4 separate regions of the Mus musculus genome follow, and regions 1, 2 and 3 are each linked to region 4. A link is a contact called in public HiCAR-type, HiChIP or PLAC-seq and promoter capture Hi-C data. All regions are on one chromosome and are shown on one strand. The core of a region is the stretch at or near the end of the contact, and the rest is flanking DNA. Distances in the headings are between cores, read along the strand shown. Region 1 holds the start of Pou3f4 (POU domain, class 3, transcription factor 4). Region 2 holds the start of P2ry10b (purinergic receptor P2Y, G-protein coupled 10B). Region 3 holds the start of Tbx22 (T-box 22). Region 4 holds the start of Sh3bgrl (SH3-binding domain glutamic acid-rich protein like).

Region 1 (6,942 bases), core at 1,730-4,229, 1.7 Mb before region 4:
TGGCTGGGCATGGACGCTTCACTGGGCCAGCACACAGTGCTTGCTGGGGATGAGGTGCACCTGTGAACCTGTCCTGTGGACATGAGAGAAAGCTAGCCATAAAGCCACGGCAACCGCTTCGTTTTGGGATCTCTACATAGTCTAAGGAGATTTTTTTTTTCATTTTTTTTTCTTTTTTGTATACAGTAATACGGTACACACAGCTATCTACACACATACGTTTGCACGCGCACACCACACACTCACAGAAATACATACACACAGATTTTTAAAAGAAAAAAAAAAGCATAAACTTAGCCGCCCAGGCGCTCGCTAGCTCGCTCGATCTGCGCCTTGGGCTTCCACCAGCTGTGCTTGTCAAAGACACTGAGAAGGGCTCCCTAAGAGCTTACTCAGACCTTGGTATGTACAAGAGGGAGGAGGTGGTGTGCGGCTGGACCAGAATCTTCGTGACTTTTGCCAATTATTTTATTGTCTCTCCGCACGAAGCTGAAGATGCCTACCCCCTCACCACCCTACCGAGAGCGTTTCTCACCCTGAGAGCGAGCGGCGAACTGGAGGTGAACTGAACTGGGAGGCGCTGGCCCAATAGGGCGCCAGAGTCTTTGGGTAGTGGTCTCCTTTGAAAGCCACCATTTGTGAAGGCCAAGTCTTTCATCTAGGAGAGTGTACATAGGGTAGCGCAGGTTGTCAACCCGACTAAGCTGGCGGCCTGTGGGAAACTTCACGCACAGGCATTCACGACCTTGGTGAATTCAGAATCCTTCAGGTCGCTCACATCCCATTCTTCGCGCCACAGCTGAATCCTTCTGGGGCACCGGGATCTGTGCTGTGGAAGCCTTCCAGGGCTCCACAGTTCCGTGAAAGTCGGGGGAGGGGGCAAAAAAGCAGCGAAATAGCCTTCAGGCTACTTTGCAAACCTATTCAGTTTGCTTGTTCTGCCCATATAGGCACTCAGTTCCGGGGGGGAAAATAGAAGCATCAACAACTTTCTCCACCATATCCTCTCCTCAAGTGTGGGAGTGCAGGAGGTGAGCATTTTTCTCTCTCCTCCTTTCAGCCTCCCTCCCTTTTTAAGCAATTAAAAACCCATCAGCTCAATGAAGAAATAATAATAATAGCAATAATAATGTGGAGTGGTCGATTAGATACAAATTATCTCACAAATATTGTGTACAGCTTGTAGTAAAACACCGCAGACAATTAGAAACGCTATAGAAGTTTTAAAAAAATGCAAAACTAGTCTATTGTAAAACAGATTTCACCTGAAATACAGCTGCTATAACCAAGGCGCTGAAAGGTTATTCATAGGCACACATCTGTCTTCCCACCCTCCCCCGCCCCCCACCCGTTACCCAGCTCCTTGCCCTTCTTAGAGAGGAGCAACCAAACAAATCTTACTCAGAGTAAACAATATATATTGATCAGCAGAAAAAGGTTGGAGGGAAATTGTCCTGGCAGCAGGGAATACAGGGTCCCCACCTGGACTTCTTAATATAATTGTGTTTCAGAGTTGAGAAGCCTGAATGTGTGTGTGTATGTGTGTGTGTGTGTGTGTGTGTGTGTGTGTGTGTGTGCGCGCGCGCGCGCGCGCGCGTGCGTGCGTGTTTGCCTGAGCGCGCGCGCGTGTGTGTGTTTCTTTTCTTAACATAAGTCATAAGAAGTTAGAAACCCCTGTGAAAGAAAAGAAGAGCTAGCAAGCTAGAGAGATAGCAACAATAAAGGATGTAATGCTGAAAGGAAGGTAAAGAGAGAATTGTATCAGCACTGCTCCCAGTGCAGCGGGCCACCTCCTTGCTTCCTCCAGTCAGAGATCGTGGCAGGACGCGTCTGTTTTCACCGTGTGCGAATAAACCTCGTGTGGCTGCTGATCCCCTGGCGGAGTCATTCTTTTTTCTTTTTGTCTTCTATTACAGAACCAGACACGCACCACTTCTTTCTCCAACTGGAGACTGTCTGCCAGCGAGGAGATCTCCTGCGCTGCAGGCTTGGGACACTTGAGGAAATGTGTTTCCAGTACGCCCTTGACACTCACCTCGATGGAGGTTCGCTTCTTGCGTTTGCGGCCTTGAGCAGCGATCTTGTCAATGCTGGTCGGGCTTCCTGTGGATGAATCAGCCTCCTCCAGCCACTTATTTAATAGCGGTTTCAGCTTGCACATGTTCTTGAAGCTCAGTTGTAAGGCCTCGAACCTGCAGATGGTAGTCTGCGAGAACACGTTGCCATACAGTGTGCCCAGTGCCAGCCCCACGTCGGCTTGCGTGAAGCCCAACTTGATTCTTCTTTGTTTGAATTGTTTGGCGAACTGTTCCAACTCATCAGAGGTTGGAGTCTCTTCATCAGAGTGGTCCTGGCAGTGGTGCGAGCCCAGCTCACCATGGTCTGGAGGCTCCCGGAGCACTGGATGCAGGCTCTGTGTGGAGGCAGCAGCTGGTGGTGGAGTGAGTCCCCCGTGCTCCAGCATACCGCTCACGGTGAAGCCTGGCTGCGAGTACACATTGAGGGGTTGGCCGCTGGACGTGATGGACGAGTTTGGAGCAGGGCTCGCTCCCCAGGCGTTCGGATGGTTAGTGTGCGGCGAGTGGTGGGCTACGTGCGGCGAGCGGTGATGGATGATTGCGCCCAGTTGCAGATCTTCGCGTCCCGGCTTCACGTCTTGCTGGTCCAGGGGGCTGGTGGCCAATGTGGAGGACCACGGGCCCCCGTCGCTAAGACTGGTCACCCAGTGATGCCCGAGGGGATGCCCATTGCTGGGAACTCCCTGCAAGTAGTCACTTTGGAGAAGTTTCTGAGGATTGCGGAAAGGACTTCCCTGCTGCATGCCCGCGGAGTCCGCATGGACAAGGGAGCTGGAACTGAGAATGCTGTAGGGATTCGAGGCAGCTGTGGCCATGGTCGATGAGGATCCTCTACTAGTTATAATGTGGCAAAGGGAGCAGCTTCAGCCTTTGACATCTATGGTGCGGGGGAACCAAAGCCGCTAGCGCGGGTTACCGGCACCCGCGGAGGCCAATCGCAGTGCGACTTGGCCTGGCCAGGCATAAACACAGCCAATGGTGGTGCGGGAGGCCGAGCTCGCTTTCCAAATTAGGCTGGCAAAGCTCGGGAGTTTCAGTGAGACCCAAGCAGGAAGTGAATCAATCTTTAGGCTCCATTGGCTGCCTAGCTCAGAGTGGCAGCGGCTCTTTTAGTTAACCCTTTCCCCCCTCCCGGAGACTACAAGGCTGTTAGTGGCAGAGAATAAATAGAAGGTAGATATTTGTATGGAGGGGCAGCGAGGAGGCTAACTTCAGTTTCAGGTCGCCTTTTAACTTATTTAAATTAAAACAAATAAATAAAACAAATTAAAATATCATTTTGATCTTAATGCATGAAAGAATTCCGGTTTAGTTAGCGTTTGGGTTAATGTGTGGACAGGGAAAATAAAAGGCATCTGCAAACTTTGAGCAAAGAGCGATGTCTTAGGTCAGAACCCCAAATAAAATTTCCATGATCCAATAAACGTTATCCCAGTATATGTTGCTCACTTATATTTCATTTATAAGAAATTAAAAAGCTTAAACGATACCCCCCCCTTTTTTTTCTTAAAATTTAGATTCAGTGTATGAAGGTTTTGGAATGTAAATCTTAAAGTGATCTTTGGAAGACTCAGTCAGTTTGAAGTTTGCTGGTTAATTGGAAACCTGGCTTTATCTTGGCTCCCCTGCCAGTTTCCATCAGAGGTCTCTCCACTATGCCAGGGGAGCTGCTTGCTGAAGCCCGCAGTCATCTTTCACGCTCACCCCGACACACTGAAAACCCACTCCCCCACTCCCAGTAGGCAGAAGGGAAGGCATTCATAACACCATGCCTGCCTAATGCTGCCCCTTGACAACTCTTTGAAACATTTGTATCCTGCTTCCTTGGCAGTGAGAAGGAAATATTGAGAATCATGCTTCCTCTACGAATTTCTGAAAATTTAGAGAATCAGAGAGGAGAAATGAGGAGAGAGGGAAGAGAAGAGCAGGGAGATGAAGGGGGTGGGGGAAAACTGGAAGAAATCCGGTGAGAGAGATCTTGGTGGCTAGACATCTTTTTCAACTCCTCCATCCCTCCACAACTGCCACAAAGCTTGAGTTAGCTTTCAGCCTTGGGGACCCAACTGTTTTTCAAATTTTGGTTAAAAGAAAGGCTTTTATGAGTCAGAGTAGACTAACTCCACTACCTTCACAGCCCCATGTAAAGGTGTTGTTGCTTGGAAGCAGAGTTAGGAGAAATGCAAAGATTTTAGAATTACACTAGCAGCTGGGAAAAAGCAAAACACACTACCCCACACCAAATTTGAAGTTTTAAAAATGCCCTTTTGTTTTGTAATTTTGGAGGCAACCTAGCTGTGTAATTATATTTGCTCTTACAGAAGACGGCATCAGAGTTCCCTTATTGGTTTGAAATTCCATTAAATATATTGCAAGAGCTCCTAGGTTAAGCTTGATTTAAATTTGCATACATTTTCATATATTTAGCTGAAATAAAAGAAGGCTTGCAGCTACCAGAAAGTCATTAAGGCATTAGTTTCTCTAAGAAGACAGATCTGAAGAAAATGCAAGAAAATGAGAAAAAAAAAATAAGAACAAGGTGAGCTTATTCTGCCATTCCTTTATATAGCTAAGGAGCATCTATTTCCTATGAAATTGGTGATTATTTTTATGACAGCATAAAGTAATAGGAGCGGAGATTGGTAAATGTAAATGGCGTTTCTTAGGGGAGAAAACCTTGCATCTGTTTGAAATCTTTCTTTTGCTCTTAAAGATAAACACTTAGTAATTACTGGCAGAGAGGATCTTTCGCCATCCTCCTTGCTCCCTCATTGAAATTGTAGGTTCATTTGCTGATGCCCTATTGTAAGGGCTTATCTGCTTTTAACCTAGAAATCGATTCATTCCCTCTGCCTCTCCCTCTCTCCCTCCCTCCCTTCCTTCCTCCCTCTCTCCCTCCCTCCCTTCCACCCTCTTGTCCTTCCCTCCCTCCCTCTAACACTCTGGTGCGCAGACACTCTCTCTCCATCTCTGTGTGTCTGTTTCTACCTCTCTTCTCTTTTCTGTGGAGGAATGAGGTAGGCTGTTTCTTACTGCTGAATGTATGCATAATCTTTTTACAAGAATGCAATCCAATTTGTGCCTGAGCTTATGCTTCTGAAGAAATAAGAACTCATTAAAATCAAACAAAAAGAAGTTTTCGGTGCTCGATTATGCTGCCTGTTTGGTGATCCGTTTGTTAGTATTTGTTGGGTCAGCTGAAAGGTCAGAGGAAATGTGTTGAAGAAATGTATGTGCAAAACTCTGATCATTATTATTGCCATGTTCTTGGTATGTTCCCCACCCCCACCCAGCAGCTGCTTTTGGGTGAAAGAATTGCTTATCTCAGACTGGCTGTTAAGAAGTTAAAGATAATTATCTGATAAATAATTTTGGTTAAAAGGGGGTCCTTTTCTAGTTTGGACTTGCAGGAATTTTTTGGATTCCACCTTCCTCTTAGTCATGGCCTTGCTTTGATAACTGGGTTTTGCTAGTAAAGCAAAAGTAGCTCAGACCATTAGTTCCAAGTCTGGAGGTAGGGGGAGGGTAGCAAAGAGGGGACATCTATACCCAGAAACAGATTTCTCACAGCCCTATGTTTTACTTTTTAATTTAACATAGATGTATATTAGGAACAGTAATCATCTTTCCTTTTTCTCTTCTTTTCCCCTGCTTATCCTCTTGCATCTTCTCTCCTTTCCTCTCCTCTCCCCTCTTCCTACTTCTCTCATTTAAAATTTTTTTATGAATATAGATCATGCCTATTGCATTAAGTGAAATCACTCCCTGTGACAACTGTAACAAAATCTTCGCTTGAATGTGAGGTATTTTGCTTTCTGAAGAAAATATCTACATGTAGTCAAATCTTGCTGTTCTAACTAATCTACTAGAGAGGTTTCCTTCGCCCTCTCCTGTCAGTCTAACTTCCCAAGTGTAACAGATGCTGCTCTCAAGAGCTCCTTTCTGTGGCTTCTCTTTATTCAGCCTTGCATATTTCTCCCCATGATCTGGGTTTCCATAGAGAGAGGAATAAAAGGGGGGACCATGGTCACAAATCCCCTGCCCCATGCAAAATAAAAGAGCCTCATTCAATAGACGACCCTGTCTGGACATGGGAGAAAAATAAGTCCAATCGAAGCTACTGTTGCAAAGAGCTGGTAACTTATTTTTCATAGACTGTAATTTGCCTTAAACTCCAAGTCACCCCTACCAAGCTTGCTCTCCCTGGCATCTGGGCTAAAGGCATATCTTGATATGCTCCTCATCGTGAAGTTCACTCTAGGTCCTCAGTCTGATTTCCCCATTCCCTCTAGAGCTAATGGTTTGAATAATATGACAATAGCTATCAAACCTACAGGGCTGGGGGAAGAAGCTAAAAGTCACTCTAGATAAGAACTGGGCTTTGAAGTAGAGGAACTGTAATAGTAGTGAATCCACTAGCTTTCTCCAGCAAGAGTGCAGAAGTTTCAATTCCTGGATCATGAAAGCACTGGGCAACATCTTCATTCCCTGTTGAGTTGTTTCACACTCCACTTTCCCACCCCACATTTTTCATACCCCTTCATTCTTCTCAATGAGGGCAATATAATTCTTTTGGAAAAGAAAGTCAGACTGGCTTGATTTACTTATACTTTTGTTTATTTTTAGCTTGGGAGTTTCTGATAGTTTTCCCTCCTCACAAAATTGAATGATGTAAGTTTCTGAATGTCACGGCAGAAGCTCAAGCCCTCTGTTTCCAAGCAAGGAAGGATTCACAAAAGAAATTAAGCAGATTAATGTAATTCAGGCTCCTGTAGAAGCATGCTAGCATGGCTGCAGCTGAGCAGCCTGCATCCAGACTGATTCTGAAAGCACCCCAGCCATAGTGATCATGACTCCTGCAGATTTA
Region 2 (6,187 bases), core at 2,512-5,011, 1.9 Mb after region 4:
GTGTGGCATATATACACAAGAAAATACTGTGTAATATTGAAAAAAATTATATTACATGCAACAAAATGGGTAGAAATGAAAGACAATGTACCAAGGAAAATATACCAGGTTTTAAAATGCCCCATAATCTCACTTATATGTGAAATTTAAAAAAAATTGATTTCTTAAAAACAGAGAATAGAAAATGACTGCCAGAGACTAGGGGGAGGAGAGAAAAAAAATGAAATGGTAATTAAAGTGTACAACGTTAGCCAGGCCTGGTTATGTATGCCTTTAATCATTGCACTCAGGAAGGAGGATCTCTGAGTTTTGAGGCCAGGTCTTCTACAGAGCAAGTTCCAAAACAACTAGGGCTTCAAGGAGAAGCCCTGTCTCAAGACACTAAAATTTCAAAAACAAAAAGTAAAAAGTTAAACCAGAAAATGTTATAACAATGAACTTCATTGCCTGGTGATCATAGTAAATAGCAACATATATGACAAGATTGCTAAAATAAATATTTTTACCCCAAGAAGGTAAGTCTGTGATCAGAAGGTCATATGGTAGCTCATAAACATACACCACTATTTGTCAATATAATATATATTTTAGGAGGAAAATAAATGATAGAAAATATATGTAAAGTGTAAAAATAAATTATGCTACATGCTTTATTTGTAATAAAGTTTAAGAAGTGGGATTGAAATTTCCAAACATAGAAAAGAAATTTTTACCCATGATTGACAGTGTCCACATTTATAGCTATGTTTAGCTGTTGTGATCTAAGTATGTATTTTAACTATGCTCTTGGTTAATAAGTAGGCAGGATGTGTGAAGTCAGAAAATGTCTCTTTATTCTATGCTGTAATGTCTCTCCTTTTGGCTCCCTTACCTTGTTTTCAATTACTTAGTATGTTTTAAAATGTAGACCTTCCTGGTTTGTAAAAAAAAAAATCTACCAACTACCAAAAAACTCAGCCTATAAACTCATTAGCTAATTTTTCACTAGCTTAACCTTTTGCCATGATTAGAATCACTTGTGTCTTAAGAAAGGAGAACTTTGAGAGACCATAAATAACTTCTGGATTAGCTTATTCATAGTGACATTTCTGGTTAAAGGCAGAGAGAAACACTTCCAGTTCAAAGTGTTGTCTTTTTTTTTTTCTTTCCCAGCCTCAGAATAATGTGCCTAGGCAGTTGCCAATTTGTAAGTCTAACTCTAGTGGTATATTATAATTTTATACCACTAGAAACTTCAGGCAAGTATTATTTTTCCAATCTTGAGCAATAAGTTTGACCAAGTGGAAAATGTCTCATGCTCTAGTGAATAATTTCTTTCTCAGCCTTCTAGGACACACACATTCACAGCTGCAGAAAGTAAGACATCAGCACAGAGTCAGCCAACAGAAACCTCTCCCTTCCCCTAGGGTTCTACAATTCAGCAAACATCTAGTCCCTACTAAGCTCCAACTTTGTGTTAAAAGTCTGCTGCTAGGGACACACGGATGATTAATTTCCTTCTTCCCTCATCTAGTCTCAAAAGCCACTTGAACAACTGATCTTTCTTCTCATTAAACTTCCTGGGTGGAGTGGGGGAAGGGGAAACTGTCTGGTGGCGAAAACTCCACCCAGAACTTTAAGTTTTCTGAGGACATCTTTTGTCACAACCCCACCAAAACTGTTTCTAAAGAGGGTCTGTCCAGGGAATGCTGCTGATTTCAGCCCTTCTTGAGGTTCCCAGAGCTTTGCAGCTTCTTAGCCTGCCTGGATTTCATATACTGGCCCCAGTATCAGTCACTTTGGAACAACTTTGCTATAGGAAAAAAGCCCCACCCATACTTGTGGTCAGGGAGATTAGGCAAAGCTTTCTCAATAGCAGACAGTATGGTGCCGCTTGGCAACCATAATATACACATAGTGCCATTCTGTGAGTCACGCTCATGTAGTCTACAGCTGTTAGTTTCATTTTGTTACTGGAAAAAAACAGTAGTACAATAAAGCATTTATCCTAAATTTTTACAGAAAAAAACTCCATTTGGACAATTTTTTAAAGGTGCTATTTACTATCTTCAACACTTCACTCTGGGGAAAATTAAATATGTACAAAATACACTGATTTCCTCATCTCAGGAGAAGGAAAATGTTGATGTAAATAGGTTTTATTTATATTTTCCTAATAAATACATTAAACATATTTTACTAAGGCTTACAATCTCACATAAAATCATGTAATTTTACACACGTGGATAATTTTACATATAGAAGGATCAAATTCCACATGTGAAATTAGCAGACTTTAAAAAGAACACGTTTTTTTAAAACCACAGAAGGAATTCCTTCTAAAAAAGACAGCAAAATGTTTGGAACGCCTTCTGAAAATGCTTCCCATGTTCTCAAATTAAAAATACATCCAAAGAAATGTTCATCGTAAGCTGAGAATCAGCCCCATTGAGACTCGACAGCTGTGCTAAGTTCTAGGGCTTGATGAAAATCCTTTTGTGCTATTTGAAGCCATCACATCCCACCGGAAAATGCATGCATGGAAAATGTCCCAATCTGAGAAAACATGTCAAGTCTCATCTTATGAAAAGATTAAGGCACTTAGATGCATTTACTACTTGAATGCTGCTTTAATTTGGTTGACACAAACCATGGGTTTAAAATTGTAAGTTTATTTTCTCCCGTTGGCTCACACTAACAAAAATGCATTTAATGAACCACAATCTCAATTTTAACACAGAATTGTTAGAAGCAATGTTTACTACAAGTCTGAACCCCTGGTTTTTGTCAGTGGCATGCTAAATTGTAGAGAAAGGAGCTTTCTATCTAGACAGCCACATTTCCTCTCAGAAAGCATGCAGCAGTTTCAGCGAACATTTTAACCACTTAAACTTATAAATAGATATTACCTCACTGAAGTCTCCATTCTTCATAACAATATATCCCCCCAAAGGTAAGATATTAGCAGACTCAGAATTAAGTTTTCAGTGGAAGCAGCAGAAAATCACACTGTCGTTTTCAATTCACAGAGGCTTTTTAGTTCTATTTTTGAATGTATGAAGAGAAAGCCAAGAACCTTACCCTTTCTACCCAGATATCCTGTAGTGAACTGCAGGCTTTTACAGCTAGAAGAGGAAGTAACGTAGTTTATTCAGCAAAACAGGAAAAAAAAACAAAATCGTTTACCTCTAATGGGAGGTAGAACTGTCTGTCAGCATCACTCAGTTGTTTGGGAAAGCCTTTGCCTCAGAGGATATTGTGGGCAAAGTAAATTCAAATTTTGGCTTTGATAAATTCAGAGTTTCCATGATTTGTACACTTCTTCAATCAGGAACAGAGTATCTGACTTTAATTTGCCACGTATTACAGTCGTTGTCTCAGTCTATTCTGAACATTTAAATTGTGGGCTATGCAAAAAGCCAGTTTAACTGTTAGAATTTTATTTACCATTGAAAAATCAATTCTTATGTTTATAAAATCCTAATTGCGTTTTTACAGAAAGCAGTAAGTATCAATTTTATATTGATTCCCCATTTTTTCCCATCATATTTAATTCCTTACCATGGCTTCTTTCTGCTGCAATCTTCCGGCATCTACTTCTTAGAGAAATCCATTCCCAGGACTCAGAAGGCTACTATCTAGCTAACTACACCACAGTTTCCTAAACTTATAAAAGATACTGTGCTTCTAGATATCATTACATCCCATGACTACAATGGCTAATGTTTCCATCTAAAGACATAAACGGTCATGTGCCTTTGCTATGGTACTTCGAAAGAGAATGTGTCAAGAATGCACTGAGCTTCCTGCTATGCACACGCCCAACTTATTCTATCATCATCTTTCTTCTTCCTTTTTTCCCCCCCTTTCTATGAGCATGCAGGCATATGTCTGAGTCACATATGATTTTCAGGCTGGCTATATGAGGTCAATATTTCCAAATTAGCTACATTTTGCCATATTGTCTGTTTTAGGAATTAAGCAATGGTAATAATAAAAACTTCTTTGGGAGTTAGGACAAATCTTATTGGTCACCCAAATGGAAGAATTTGAAATCACCAAAAAGGTGGTGATTAGTAAGGTCACATAAAAGAGATGACCTAATGTGTGATTTGTGGTCTTCTTTGAGGTTAAGAATTGTGTCTTCATATACTTAAACAATAGTAACACATTAAGTTCTTAAAATTATATTGTAAAGATATTATTAGGGTAGCTTTAAGCATATCTGGAGAAGAAGTGAAATGCCTGAAAAGCATTACAGTTTCTCAGAATGGATTGGTAAGGATCTCAAATACAACCTTTTAGGATTTTGTAATCTTATAGCCCCACTAAAATGGTTAGGTAGTAGTCACTTGCAGACTTTCATTTAAAAACATGAAGTAAAACAAAAGCAAAGCTTTGGAACTGAAAGTTCCTCCTTAGTGACCTTTGTTTTACTCTTTTAAAGTTTCAGTAACTAAGACACTATGAGGATCCCTGGAAATGTATTTTATTCTGTACCTTTCCCTTTTCATATAGCAGTTTCTATTTTCTTATATTATATCAGGAAAAGCAAATGAGGATGATGTTGCTATGAGGCATGAAGCCTCAAAAGGAAAAAAGAAGTAATTACCCTAAAAAGTAAAGCAAGCAAAGCCAGAATTAGTACCTGGATATCTTAGATTCTTTCCTATTGCTGTGATAAAATACCCACAAAAGCAACTTATGGGAGAAAGTTTTTGATCGGTTTTGTTTTGTCCTCACTCATAGTTTAATGTGCAATGCTCTAAGGCAAGGGAACCAAAGGGGCATAAGTTAGAAGTGACTGGTTATATTATATCCAAAATCAGCAATGGATGTGTGCCTTCCTCTGCACCTTTTCACCGTAATAAGCAAATTAGACTATTATCCTTTCATTCAAATGCACTCAGGGACTCAGAAGATAGGTAGCATGAGGCTAGATTTCTGACCAAATTACCACTCAAATTACCAGTACTTGAGAGATAAGAGTCCTTGTTCCCTGCCCCCCTTGAAACCTGATGAACCAGGCGACTGCTGGCTACATCTCTTAACAGGTTTTTTTTTTTTTCTTTCAAACTCCAATTGGAGGGACTCATTAGAGATTCTACCTCATACCAGTTAGAATAGCTAAGATTAAAACTCAGATGACAGCAGATGCTGGCGAGGATGTGGAGAAAGAGGAACACTCCTCCATTGTTGGTGGGATTGCAAGCTGGTATAACCACTCTGGAAATCACTCTGGCAGTTCCTCAGAAAATTGGACATAGTACTACCTGAAGACCCAGCTATACCACTCCTAGGCATATACCCAGAAGATGCTCCAATATGTAATAAGGACACGTGCTCCACTACATTCATAGCAGCCTTATTTATAATTTCCAGAACTAGAAAGGACCAACATGTCCCTCAACAGAGGAATGGATACAAAAAAAATGTGGTACATTTACACAATGGAGTACTACTCAACTATTAAAAACAATGAGTTCATGAAATTTTCAGGCAAATGGATGGAACTTGAAAATGCCATCCTGAGGGAAGTAACCCAGTCACAAAAGAACACACATGGTATGGTTTCACTGATAAGTTGATATTAGCCCCAAAGCTCAGAATACCCAAGATACAATTCACAGACCACATGAAGCTCAAGAAGAAGGAAGACCAAAGTTTAGGTGCTTCAGTCCTCCTTAGAAAGGGGAACAAAATGCCCATGGGAAGAGTTACAGACACAAAGTGTGGAGCAGAGACTGAAGGAATGACCATCCAGAGACTGTCCCATCTGGGATTCCATCCCATATACAGTCACCAAACCCAGACATTATTGTGGATGCCAAGAAGTGCTTGCTGACAGGAGCCTGATATAGCTGTCTCCTGAGAGGTTCTGCCAAATACAATGGTTGGCTAAGAGCCTGACAAATACAGAGGTGGATGCTCTCAGGCAACCATTGGAGCAAGAGATCACCAATGGAGGTTGGATAGAAGCAGGGGGAGGGAAAGGGTTAAGGGTTTTCTGGAGGGGGACCATGAAAGGGGATAACATTTGAAATGGAAATAAAGAAGATGTCCAATAAAAAATTAAAAAGGAAAAACTATATCTAAGACATTCAAGTGTCAAAAATTACAAATTCTTCCATGTCCCAGCAACAAACAAATTCCACAGACCCAAGAAGTATTACAAGGTCGTTTTTGTGGTCCACAAGCTTTACTGTTC
Region 3 (6,771 bases), core at 2,684-5,183, 1.4 Mb after region 4:
AGCACTCACATTACAGCAGCCCTTTGTGGTCTATGACTTACAGATCCAAGAACTTTGCTCTCAAAACATTCAACACTTACAAAGAAGTGACCTCTTGAGGACTCCCTCTCACCTGGAACCTTGACACTTACCTCCTCTAGGAGAGACATTGTGCTCACTTACATGGCCCTTGTCATCCATCTCATTGTTGGTGAGTTTCACTCGATCAAAAGAGATGATTTGACGCATCCAGTTTTCTCCAGAGCAAGGGGAGTCCGGGTGGACATAGAATCTGGGAGTTATGCACGAATGGTCAGTATTTCCAGCTACCATCCACTGTGAGCTGTGATACACATACCTGGGGGAATAAAAAATAATGAGTGAAGTGTGGCTTTAGGCTCAGTCAGCACAAAGCAGAAGGATGGGAGACTTCAGACTTCTCCACCTAAGAGCCTTACCAAAGATTAAAATGTCTATCCCAAAAGCTAGTAAATAAGCAGAAGTTCTAACTTCATTTTCAAAGAGTGTTCAAGGACAACACACAAACAAACAAATGAATGAACGAACAAACGATCAGTAAATATGCATATGCCATCAAAATGCAATGAAATGTCTGGACGAGTAAAAATGGCGTGGGATATGAGTTCGGAATTTCTTCACAGAAACTGGAGCAGGAATCAATCTGATTTATTTTCCCACTGTAGAGATGCCTAAAAAAAATCCCATGAATGACAAGAGAGCAATAAGCAAGCGCGAGGAACGAAACAGAGGGTGAAGCACTGTCTGCCCTGCCCACGCTTAATAGTTTTAGTTAAAGCCCGTTCTTTTGCTACGAACCACTTTGCCAATTAAACTTCACAGCAGAAAACTCCAAAGGAACTCCGCCCCGCGCGTCCTGCGGGCTGATTTTTCTAAACTGTTTTCGATCTCAAACTGTGTTTCCCTCAGCATTCCCCCACCTAAACCAGCGCCAGAACAAGGCGAAATCCAAGCAGCTGCTTCTGTTGCCTGGCTGGGGAGGTTCCAGCTTGCTGGTGAGTGGCACTTTCTTGCCTTGAGAAGCAGCTATGAAGCTAAATGGGCTCCCCTGCTAGGGCCAGGCACCACAGGCGCCCAAGGTTGACTGCACACAGCTTACTTTGGGCTGTTTTCACATTACCCTCCCCTTCACTTCCAGAGTTCCCAGTCAAAATGTCCGCAGCACAGAGCTTCTTAAGCTGCTAGCTCAAAAGGTTCTGATTTGTACCTATTTGATCCAGCCTAGTTAAGACTTCAAGTGAAAAGCATAGTAGAATCCCGGCACCCTCTGAATCCTTCCATCCCTTCAGGTAAAAATCTAAAAAGAGGACAAGAGATGGGGGAAAACCTAGCCCTAACCCCCATTAGGTTTGGGCAAATCCTGGCAGCATTTGAGAACCTGACCAGATTATAGCCTGTTCCACCTTGAGGCTAAGGCATTTCTCCTGATTTTTTTCGAACTGCTTGCCTCCAGGATGCCAGAATACAAATCAACCACAGCTTACATATTTAAGGAACAAAGAGTGGGTAGGCAGAAGGCACAATACTGAGCCATTTAACATCAAGTTCCAGGAGGAGGGGATAGAAAAGACCAGCCCTTCCATCACCTTGAACCCAGATTCAAATGAGAAAATTCAACTATTAAAGTCCAAGGATGAGCAATCCTCTCTCCTCACTATGTATAATTAAAAAAAAAAAATCCTGCTGTCAGGTGTCAAGCTGCAAGACCCGTGCCCTCAGCCCATTTAGACCTTAACTATGTAAACTGGACTATCCTCATATCTACCAAGTTACCTATAGCGTTTGGAATCCACCGGTACCACGTCCAAAATCACATAGTACTGCTTCACAGGGTCCATCCCTTTCACCTTGATCCGAACAGAAGGAAACATACGTCTGTAGGAAAAAAAAAAAAAAACCCAGGGGTTTGGCTAGAAACTAGAACCTGAGGTGTGCTATATTAGAGTTGTTGTGAAGGAAGATGAGTTGTGGACAAATAAAGTCAGAACTCTTCCCTTTTCATGATGTGCTCACGGAATGGCATTTGTTATGTAAGAAAAAGATGGTTGATTTAACAAGTCTGAGATTTCTGAGTGGTATAGAATATCTTTATGAAAGGTCTTCATCCATGACCTCCCATGCGGTATTAAAATTATAAGAAAGCAAGTAGGACAGGAGAGGTTTCGTTTCTTTTCTGTATTTAGAAGAAGGGCAAGTGAGGTAGATTTGTAAATGTTTGAAATTAGGAAGGATAGTTAGGAATCACCCCACACCAAAGGATTAGCTTGTGGAAAGGCTAACTTCCTAGTGGAGTGAGCCAGGAATGGGATGCTGGAGGACGGTGGATTGAGTATTATTTTCTAGGCTTGCACTGAGAGGCTGGCCACAACAATAAGAAGTTGGAGGGACACAGGTCTGGATTTTTGCATACAGTACACAGGCAGGAAATGGAAGAGTGAGTCCTTGGAGTAAAGATGTATCGGAAAACAGGAGTAGACCATTTGATGCAGCTAGGTACTTCTCAGAGCAATAGATGGAGTAGTCTGTGGCTTTCTAACATCTGCCAAGGAATGTGAAGGGGGAGGAGCTTCACATTAACAAAACTGGATTTTCCTCCTGAAGTGCCTACTGTGTGTGATTCAGGGAAGTCACTGGCCCAGCTGAACGAACCTGCCCGCCTTGGTAATGATCATCTCAGTGCCAATGTCGTGGAATCTCTTCCATAGGTCAGATCCCTGAAGCTCCACTTGGATAACACTTTCTTCTTGCAGACTTTCCTGGCTGTTGCTCTCGTCAGAGCAGGAGAAAACAGTTTTTGAAGATTCTGCCTTGAGTCGCTTTTCTGCTAGACAGGGGATTTGAGAGTTTGGGAAGTTGCACACATCCTTTACTCAGGAGACTATCTTTGAACTGAAAGTCTCCCCACCCCACTTCCCAGGAAGTCTGATGTATAAGTTCCCCACAAAATCCTTTGTGATTTTTAATGAAGGAGGGGGCAACTTGCAACCCATGAAAAGTGGGGCACTTAAAATTCTCTCTACCCCAACCTGCCATAAACTGAACCTGAAGGTAGATTTTCTTGGGCTTTTGGGGGAAACTCTGCTTCTTACTAAGAACAGCCAAATTTGGCTCTTAGGATTTTGTAAGAAGTGTGTGAATCACTCCTCTAAAACCAAGTGGCACCCTCTTTTTCATTGCAAACAAACCATAACACTTCTAGTGAAATTCAGACTCTCTGAAATTTGTTCCAAAGTCAGGTGGCTAAGGTGTTCCACAATCCACAACCCCACTTGTGGAGCCGGCCATGCCAGGACATCCTAGCCGCTGTGCAAAGAACAGGCAAAGAAGATCCAGCCAGTGCGCACAGGAGAGAAGCGCTCGGGGTACCGGGGCTGCTTGAGTGTACTTACCGGGCTGTTGACTGTCCCTAGAAGGGCTCCTCAGTATCTCCTCCCCTTCCTCCACGAACTGCTCCTCCTGCAGCTCAGGCTGCATCTCCTCTCTTGGGTCTTGAGCTTTTCTTTTGCTGGGTCTCCCCATTAAGGCCTCCACGGAGAAGGCGTGCGCGCGAGAGCTCAGAGCCATCCCTGGAGGGGAAGAAGTGAATGCGTGCTGCAAAGTTTCAACCTGAGCTGGGCTGGGGAGGGAGGGGGAGAGGGAGGGCGCAGATGAGAGGCTCCGGAGAAAAAGCTCACAGAAAAAGTCTTAAATCTGAAAACGAACTTTTGGATCGGCACTCCACAACAGAAATATCTCCCCGTCTGTTATATATGAATATATTTTTATTTAAACAGACAAAATAAAAGAGAAGAAAGATTAAACTTGAGTTGAAATCCTATGAGGTGTAGTCTCCCTTTCTTTTTTCGTTCTCCCTCTCAGTGGGCATGTGTGTACCATCAGTCCTCAAATCCTTGATACTGGGACCTGTCAGAAGCCAACAACTGGCAAATGCTCGCCTTTTAGGGAGCAGATCTGCCACCAAAGGAGGCTCAGGACAAAGTGATTGGGAGATACTGTTGTATCCAACTGAGTGAATGCCCAGTCGGTCACAACCTCCACTGTTTTGGAAGCTGTTGAAAGTAAGAAAGGACTGTGAGTGACACTTCAGAGTCTGATAGGAAGGAGGGGCTGGGGGTGCTTGGAACTGGGCTCCAGATAGGCAGGAGGGAAGACACAAGGTAACTGTTTTACATTAAGATTTAAAACTCTAAGACATGTGAAATAATTGCACGCAAGGGGCCACTTTTCCAAGAAAGAGCAAATATTACTTAACCAGACTCAAAAATGGATCTAGGGTCTTTTCCCCTCTCCAGTAACCTCACTGGAAACCAAGAAGAGAGCGAAAGCTTTCAGGGCTATGTAGTTAATAGCCTTAAACTGGTAATGTAGGTTGCTGTGCCCATATAACCTCTTTTCCTTAAGGGGAAAAGCCCAAGCAGTATCTAGAGAATCCCACAGTAAAGTAAAATACTAATGCCAACCCATGACTTGTATAAATTTGTATATATACTTGTATATATTTACTTCTGCAGGACCTTTATACCCTCTTCAAATTCACACAACCGATCTGAAAACACAGCCTAAGGTCTAGAGGGATATCAGCAGCAAGTCAAAGCCTTTGCTCCCAACTATGAGTTGAAAAAATGTAAGTGCTGAACTATTAGGTAATTGGGTTTTGTATCTTCTGGTACCTTCATGGGTTGGCTTTTGCTTGTCCTTAAAATCAGCAACATTCTTTGTGCTCAGAAGAGACTACCATTTTCATTTCCAAGGAATACTGGTTTTGGGTTTTTGTTTGTTTGTTTGTTTTTTGTTTTTGTTTTTTTGTTTTGTTTTGTTTTGTTTTGTTTTGAGACAGGGTTTCTCTGTATAGCCCTGGCTATCCTGGAACTCACTTTGTAGACCAGGTTGGCCCCGAGTTCCGCCTGCCTCTGCCTCCTGAGTGGGAGTGTTGGGATTAAAGGCCTGGCTTTTTTTTTTTTTTTGAATACTGTTGTCTGCAAATGTGAGACATGTTTGCCTATGTGGTTGTCATTTGGACACTCACATTTCATCAAAAGTAGGACATCAAGCACTCTTAGACTATTTGCACATTTTAGAAAAGGTTCCTCTGTTCTCCTTAGATATATTTAGTCAAAGGATATTGAAAGTCAGTTCAACTCCAGTTACAATAGAATGGAATTTGAATGAACTTAGAATATGTCAATACCAGGGCTAAGAATGAAAGACCTTCAGAGCATTTTTATTTTTTCAAGTTCAACTATGTAACTGCAAAGTCAGATTTTCCATAAGATGATTGTTAGAGTGGTTGTGGGTTATTCAGCCTTGGGGGTGGGGCATCCTCAGACAACTGAGAATTGATTAAAGTACTCTAATAATTTTGGATGCCACAGCAAAGACTCCCTTGCAGCTTGAATGTTGTTGAAGGGTATGATCCAATATAGAGATGGGAAGATACTACATTTATCCCAGGGATGCAGAATAAAACTGACAAGGAGAAATCCAGTGTAGGAAGCGTTTGGGTGGAAAACATATACAGGGCTGGATATAATCTTGCCCCAACTCAAGGATATTTCCTTCTTTATCTGCAAAATATTTGTTACTAATTGTTATTAATTCTTAGTACACACACACACACACACACACACATTCTTATCTAAAAGGCACAGTTCAGAAACAGATAAGTCAAGAGTTTATTGGTTAATTTAAGTTTGCTAACAACCATATAACGTTTGAATTATTCTCTCTTTGTCTGATAATTTTCCTGCTTTTGAACCTGATTATTTTTATTTCTCAAAGGCAGGTCAAGGGAAAGACAGGGGAAGCTTTGGTTAGTAGAGATTTTTGGAGAGATTTCTATGAGTTAGGTAAAGGATGTTTGTTACAATGTTGGCTCTAGTATTTCACGCTGTCTACTCTGATATGATTTTCTTTAACCAAGGAAATAGCATATCTTGGAATATAAATTCCTGTATTACAAGAAATGTCTTCCTTAATATTTATTATATGCAAGCAATTTAGTCATCCAGAAAGTTCCTATTTGTGTAACCTAACCCTTTCCTATTCAAATTCTTCAAAATAGTTTCTCTGTCATGGCATGGAAGTGAAAAATGTAGAAAGAAGATTGAGACTTAAATATGCATTAATAGGCATAGAAGTCATTATGATTCTTCATGAATATGATATTGTTATCTAAAATTATAGGAAAGTAATTTGTACCTCTACCAAATGTAATATATTATTAATAACTATAAACAGATACATTATTAAAGTTTATGAAACAAAGTATTAAAAAATGTTTCTAGTGAACTGTAAGTATATGGAAAAAAAACATATTCCAAAGGGGCTCAGTCTACCTAGAAGAGAAAATATCCTAGGCTCTGCAGTACTTACTAAAATGTCGATATCAAACCTATACGTGGAAATGTTGCAACTCTTTCATTAAGGGTTAATTACTTCAAATGTATCTGTCATGTGTATGTCTGTCTCTTTATTCTCAAACAAATAAAATTAGAATTTGGAGCCTGACTGAACACCTATTGTTACTATTTTGTCAGAAGCACAAGCAACTTCCTAATGGAGATTGTTTCCTTCAATTGATTGTCTTCCTTGATCTCCCCAATCTTTTATTCACTACCCAAGATTAAGAAGATTTATGTATATACAAACTTACTGAATGAGAATCAAGTGCAAGGCCTTCCTCTTCATGACTTTTTTGTAGAGATCTAAAAAAATAACGAACCCCACAGAATGCACAGCCAAGAATTGTCAGAT
Region 4 (6,401 bases), core at 2,634-5,133:
ATCATAGAATCCACCCTAAAACTAGCTTTGTTTTTAGTAATTATAAGAGAAACAAAAAAGAGAAAAATCATTGCATATGCTATTCCCTAAATGAAATCCTGAGAAACCTCCTATATACCATACCCTTCAAGTTTCTGCACCAGTGCCCACAGAATGCATAGAGGACATCAATATATATCTGGAAGAAAGAAGGGTAAAATTCTCCTAAGCCAACTAAAACTTTCCCAATCTCTCATCAGTTTGATAATTTCAACAATGTTGTTTTGTTTGTTTGTTTGTTTGTTTGTTGATAAAAGTTACTGCAACTTGTTAAGTTATGTAGACATTGAGTTTAATATACCTTTTCTTCTAAATATAAATTTACAAGGCGTTGCGATCTAAACTCAAACATATGCTACTACATGACATCACATCAATAGTAAACACAAACAATTCTAAACAGACAGGTAATAGAAAGCCAGATGTGGTAACACAAATCTATGGTAGTCCTCACATTTGGAAGGCACCAAGAGGATCACTAAATTTGAGTCTAAGTTGGGCAATGAGTGCTTATCTCAAAAATTGAGAACAGATGTTAAGTTGGACTAAGAAGTGATAAGAAACAAAATATGAACACACAGAATTCACTTTCTGTGAACAACTGGAAACTCAATCCTTACTACATGGTCCCCACTTATGGACATGCCTAGGCAATTCGTTTCAACCTACAGGACTTTCTCATTCTCTAAACATCTAAAGTCATGTTCACATTTACATCTTCATGCCTACTAGCTGCTCTGCATCACTGTCAGCATATAATATATTTTAAACACACGTCTAAACTTAAGCAAGTTTCCCTACACTAAAACTCTGGCGTCGAAGCATTACGGCACTGGGGAAGTTACTTAACCTCTCTCTATCTGCATCTCCTTTTCTGAAAGAAACATAATCATGGCATTATTGTCAAGAATATGTGAGACTGCCTGAGACAACTTAATCATTCCTATCTGCTATTCTTACTAGAGTTACTATGGAGAATCCAGTGCCTCTGGGTGGTAGTAATGCACACCTTTAATCCCATCACTTGGGAGGCAGAGGCAGGTGGATCTCTGAGTTCAAGGCCAGCCAGGTCTACAGTAAGTTCTAAAACAACCATGGATACACAGAGAAACCCTGTCTGGAAAACAAACAAACAATAGAATCCACTGAAAAGTCTAATCTATTTGATTATATTTTTAACCTTGAGGAACAAGCATGACTCCTGTGTATTAGGGCAGAGAAGAGAACACATTTTAAGTGTTTTTTTTTTTAAATCAGGCTGAGAAATATGAGAAGTCTTGGGCTGTAAAAATAATATTGCTTATTATTGCTGCTCTAGATGATTCACAGAACAACTGACCACCTAATATTGCTGATTTTTTTAACAGTCAGGAAAATCGATTCAGAGCTGCAGAGATGGCTCAAATAGTCAAGAGCACTCATTCCTCTTGCAAAGGACCTGGATTCAGTTCCCAGCATCCGCGTGGTGGCTCATAACCATCTGGAACTCTAGCTCCAGGGACCGACCCAACACCTTCTTCTGGTCTCCATGGGCATTGTATTCACACAGTATACATATGCAGGCAAATCATTCAATACATACATATTATCAAGCCAAAGCCAAACACTTAAAGCACTCATTAGACAACTAATAACTTACAAGTATGTATCTTTTCAGGTTTTTTTTTTTTAAGATCCCATGAGAACACTTGCCCCCAAATTTCTAAATCATTTGTTAAAAGGACAATGCTTTTTTGCTATCTTAAAGAAAATTTCGGTACTGCAAACTGAAATTTCCTTCCTCAAGGAAACAGCCACCGCCCCATTCATATTAAGTAGTTCTCCTTTAAGATACTCTTTGTACTATTTTAGGATTATTTTTTAAAAATTGCCAGAGTATAATAAGAAATCTTTCATTTTGGCATTTTCATAAAAATGTAATTAGTGCATTAATTATCCATGAAGAAACAATAGAAACAAAAGACAAAACAACATGAGTATCTGTCATTTGAATCATCTAATAAACTCTTAATCCTTTCTTGGGCACTTAGACATTTTATGTCTTAACAAAGAGGGGGGGGTGTGACTCTATTACTTGGTGAAATTCTTAAAGCAGTTTCTCCTTGAGTTTACTTCTGGGAGAGAAATAGAAGATAGAGAAAGCAAAGAACAAATACCAGTGTTGAAACTGCATACCTCACAAAACAACAACAACAACAAAACCTAAGTGCTTGAGAGGGTCAATCTAATAAGGATTAACCAAAGGCATTAAGCTGGGTTTTGAAAATGCAGTTAATGTAGTAGATTGATATTCGGTAACCCATGTTTTACTCTGAGGTATCAGAATGTTAGGTATGGAAGACAAGATGCTTCTAAAGTAGGGTCCAAAGGAAATAATAAACATTTCTATTTTTTCAAACAAAACGTTTGCTCCATAACTTTAAGAGTAGGCTTCCTTATATTTTGAAAGCCCGTCTAAACACACCCACACATGTTGGCAAAGACAAAGTTCAAGGTTCATGGTTCTGGTGATTTCATATAGCCTTCAGCTCTATTCCAAATCCTACTAAATGTAAATGACAACAACCCAGCAACCTGGGATCTCTGCCACTCTAAAGCTAGAGGAGTTTTCTACATTCAAATTCCTGAGCCCACACATCTGCTTCTGCCACTTGAGGGCCTTTATTTTTCCTCCTGGGGTTGCTGGAACAGAAGCTCTTTCATGTGACAGGAGTATGCATTCCAGCTTTCACCTCAGTTTACCCAATGTTCCTCAGATATGGTAAAAACTGTTATTCTAAGTTAACAATTGGCAAATGAATCAAAGAAGAAAACCAAATCCTATGAAGAGCCAGCAACTCAGTTGCCACATGTTCTTGCCTCCATTTTCAACAGTCTTGAAAGAGTGGGTTTTAGAAAGAAAATCTTTCGAAGGAAAGGAAAAACTCAAAATAAGATCCAGTGGGGGGGGGGAGGTCTCATACAACATTATTTTTTTTAAATGGCTTCATATTCCAGGAAGAAAGAGAAGGGGAGAGGAGGAGGGGAAGGAGGTGGAAGAGGAGAAGAACTTTTTTAAAAAATCATTTGTATCATTGCCCCTGACTTTCGCCTATTTTTAAAATTATATACCCCACCTGCACGCTCTCTAAATAAGTCCATTCCAGTGGCTTCACAATAATTCCAGTACTCAGAAGTCTTCCCTTCCCTTCCCTTCCCATCAGCACCCTCATCCTTTACAGAAATGCACTACTTCCCCTGAACTCGGTACTCAGAGCATATTTCATAAATGTCTCACTCTAAAAAACCTGAAAGCCACTTGTTTTTTATTTTACTTGACTTCACCTAACCGTGAAGTCCCTTTACCAGTTATCTCCTAAACTTGGTAGTTTTCTTTTTCCTTTAGAAACGAACACTAACGTCTCAAGGCAAACAAAGCTAACTCCACGGGAGAAAATAAATAAATAAATAAATCGACGCAACAAAGGAAGAAAGGAAAGAAGGGGGTACTCTGGGCGATGCTTGCGTCTTCTAAGGAGAAGCTTCCAGTGTAACTTCTTCAATTTAACGGTTCTGGGGCAGAAGAGGACTAGTGTGTTGGAAAACAACAAAGGTGGGCTCCCACTCTCCTTACCGCCGTAGAGCCAGAAGAAGATGCAATATATACACGGATCACCATCCTGGAAACAAGGGCTTCTGGTCGGTCGCTGGAGTCTTGAAAAGGGCTGGGAAACAGCTGCAGCAACGGCTGGAACCGAGCTAAGGGCCAAACAGAGGTTGGATGAGGAGGGTGGGGGAAGGTGGAAGGATAACTGGCCAGAGCCCCGCCTCCACCAGCGGCTGCTTTCAATGAGCTTCCAGCTCTGCAATCCCAGCCCCAAACCCCGGAAGGCTCAGGCTCATTTGCATCATTTCTAAATTGTTTTTTTAAAACACAGGATCTCGAACAGCACCGCGAGATCTGTTGAAACAATTCTTTTTGACTATTCCCTCTCCGGGAAGGGGGCAAGGGAGAAATAAAAGAAGGGGTAAGAAAAAAAGAAATATTCGATTAGAATAAAGGACCGGTTCCCATGAACACCAGAAGTTTTGCTTGTTACTTCCTGCTCAGAAATGTATGCAAATAAGATAGCCTAAAGCTAGCTTTATATTGAATCCAGACACTACTTTAAATGTCTTTAAGCCCACGTTATCAAAGCCTTGTATATTTTAAGATGCCAATAATGAAGTAAGTGATTTTTTTTTAACCTTAGTTGGCAGCAGGAGTTGAATACTGAAAAGCTGCACGAGGAGAGGAGGAGGGCTGGAGAGAAGTTTCAAGTTTCCCCAAACCGGAAAGCACAGAATAGGTTCTTTTTGTTCAGAGTTTTGCTAAAATATGGAACATTTTTTTAGTGAGAATTTGCAGGAGATCTAAGCGACAACTCTAGAATGAAGGAGGAAATTGCAAAGAAAAAAACTACAACCCTAGAATGAGAGGAAATTGCAGAGAAAAAAAAAAATCAACAAGTCCAAAATGAGGAGAGGAATTGCAGAGAGAGAAAAAAAAAAAGAAAAAAGAAAAGAAAAGAAAAAAACCAATCATCTGAAAATACTTTGGAAGTACTTTTTTGCCGTTGCTGTCTCATACCTGTAATCTCTGCCCTTGGAATAGTAAAACATGATTGCCAGGAATTAGATGCTAGACTATGCTACAGGGTAAGTCTCTTAAAAATCAAAAATCAACCAAACAAAATGACTTTCTACAAATTATCAAGTACAGTAAATGAGAAAAATCTAGCCACCATCTTCATTACCAACATCATGGCTACTGTTAATTTTACTTGCCAATTCACTTGATTAGAAAAATCTTTATAATCATAAATCATAATCATGATTTTGAAAAAATCTATATTGTTTCTTTTATGTTATCACTGTACAACTTGTTTGGAGTTCTACATTAACTGTTTAGACTTAGAGACTCTTAAAATGAAAAAAAAACAGGAATAACAAAATATTTCTAATTAGTCTATAAACTATTGAACACAATCAATTATTCCCAGAAAACTGAATGGTAGCATTAGCAAAGAATCTGGTGGGCTTTATCTATTAGAAAAATGAGGCTAGATGTGTAGATCTCTTATAGATCACACTAAGACCCAAAGTTGGATTTCAAGTACATACACACATGCACGCACACACACACATACACATGTACAGTTCTGTAATAGATATACTTGTCTTAGTGAATATAAGTCAATAACTTGTTTTATACATAAAACCTGATGATTCTTAATGATAAGACTTCTGATACATTTTTAGGAGAGACTATTACCAATATTTCTAACATAAAGGTAATGGATATCCTTATGCCGTTCTTCCCTACTTTGAGCTATCCTTGAGATGGGTATCATAGAATGGTCATTACTGCTTAAATTTTCTATAGAGAAATTGCCCGAGAGCATTTGCCTGGAAAGGTTACGGTGAATTTGAATAAACTGGGTTGGATCAAACAGTATAATCTATTTCCTTAGGAAATCATGACAACCAAAGGCCAGTGTCTCTCAAAACTTAAAAATAAACCCAGATTGTGTGCAGAAAACTTAGAAGACCCTGAACACCAATGAATGCCATAGCCCTTACTACTCAGTTAAGATTACTTGGGTTCAGGAATTCCCAGCCAGCACAGTCAACTTAATGACATTGTGTCTCTTAATTGAACACAGCCCCAGGACCTAAAGATAATTTCCCCTGTGTTACAGATCAGCTTTTCCAGGTAGGGATAGAGCAGGCGACAAGAAGTTAAAAGTAATGGTATGGAAGGAGAGGGTATTTTGAATTGTTATTTATTATAAATTGCTATGTACAAAAAATATACTTTTGTATTCTCCTATGTTAAAAAAATATGATCTTGAATGGTTTTATGTGTTTCAAATTTATAGGCATACCAAAAGTTATATAAATAATTCTCTTAGCTAGTTTTTTGACAGCTTGACCCAAGCTAGATTTATCTGGAATGAGATACATCAAGTCAGAAAACTCTTGTAGGAAAGTCTGTGGGGCACTTTCTTGCTTAACAGCTGAGGTGGGTGGAAAAGAAAACTGACTCCTAGGCTGGACAGATGGGTCAGCAGTTAAGAGCACTGACTTCTAAAGGTGCTGAGTTCAATAAACAGCAACCACATGGTGGCTCACAACCTTCTAAAATGGGGTCCAATGCACTCTTCTGGTGTGTGTCTGAAGAGATCTACAGCGTACTCATATAAATAAAAATAAATAAATCTTGAAAAATAAAAACAAAAGAAAACTGACTCCAAAGAACTGTCCTTTGATCTCTATACATACACCATGGGCACATGTGTGACCAGGCACACATGAACACCACACAAGCAAACATACACAGA

The links. Promoter capture Hi-C pulls out the DNA fragments that hold promoters and counts their contacts. HiCAR-type assays count read pairs that join an accessible place to other places. HiChIP or PLAC-seq counts read pairs in DNA pulled down with a chosen protein or histone mark.
Region 1: a HiCAR-type map of astrocytes shows a contact between it and region 4, with 7 times the contacts expected there. The contact joins the promoter of Pou3f4 here to the promoter of Sh3bgrl in region 4. A contact is called at or near these places in 1 of 39 promoter capture datasets (cranial neural crest) and 2 of 115 datasets of contacts at active chromatin or transcription factors (astrocytes and embryonic midbrain).
Region 2: a promoter capture Hi-C map of pre-B cells shows a contact between it and region 4, with 2.8 times the contacts expected there. The contact joins the promoter of P2ry10b here to the promoter of Sh3bgrl in region 4. A contact is called at or near these places in 2 of 39 promoter capture datasets (frontonasal cranial neural crest and pre-B cells).
Region 3: a contact with region 4 is called in an H3K27ac HiChIP or PLAC-seq map of large pre-B cells, with 7 times the contacts expected there. The contact joins the promoter of Tbx22 here to the promoter of Sh3bgrl in region 4. A contact is called at or near these places in 3 of 39 promoter capture datasets (cranial neural crest, frontonasal cranial neural crest and maxillary cranial neural crest) and 1 of 115 datasets of contacts at active chromatin or transcription factors (large pre-B cells).

What each region holds. Positions count from the first base shown.
Region 1 is chrX:110,810,416-110,817,357 of GRCm38.p6, reverse strand. Pou3f4 (POU domain, class 3, transcription factor 4) reads right to left here and starts at 2,979. Exons shown (of 1, transcript NM_008901.2): 1 at 1-2,979. The coding sequence starts at 2,893. The coding sequence ends at 1,808.
Region 2 is chrX:107,146,501-107,152,687 of GRCm38.p6, reverse strand. It overlaps P2ry10b (purinergic receptor P2Y, G-protein coupled 10B), which reads right to left and starts at 3,761. Exons shown (of 2, transcript NM_001122596.1): 1 at 3,541-3,761.
Region 3 is chrX:107,673,674-107,680,444 of GRCm38.p6, reverse strand. Tbx22 (T-box 22) reads right to left here and starts at 3,933. Exons shown (of 9, transcript NM_145224.3): 1 at 3,892-3,933; 2 at 3,408-3,584; 3 at 2,668-2,839; 4 at 1,792-1,893; 5 at 163-337. The coding sequence starts at 3,582.
Region 4 is chrX:109,092,889-109,099,289 of GRCm38.p6, reverse strand. Sh3bgrl (SH3-binding domain glutamic acid-rich protein like) reads right to left here and starts at 3,883. Exons shown (of 4, transcript NM_019989.2): 1 at 3,653-3,883. The coding sequence starts at 3,697.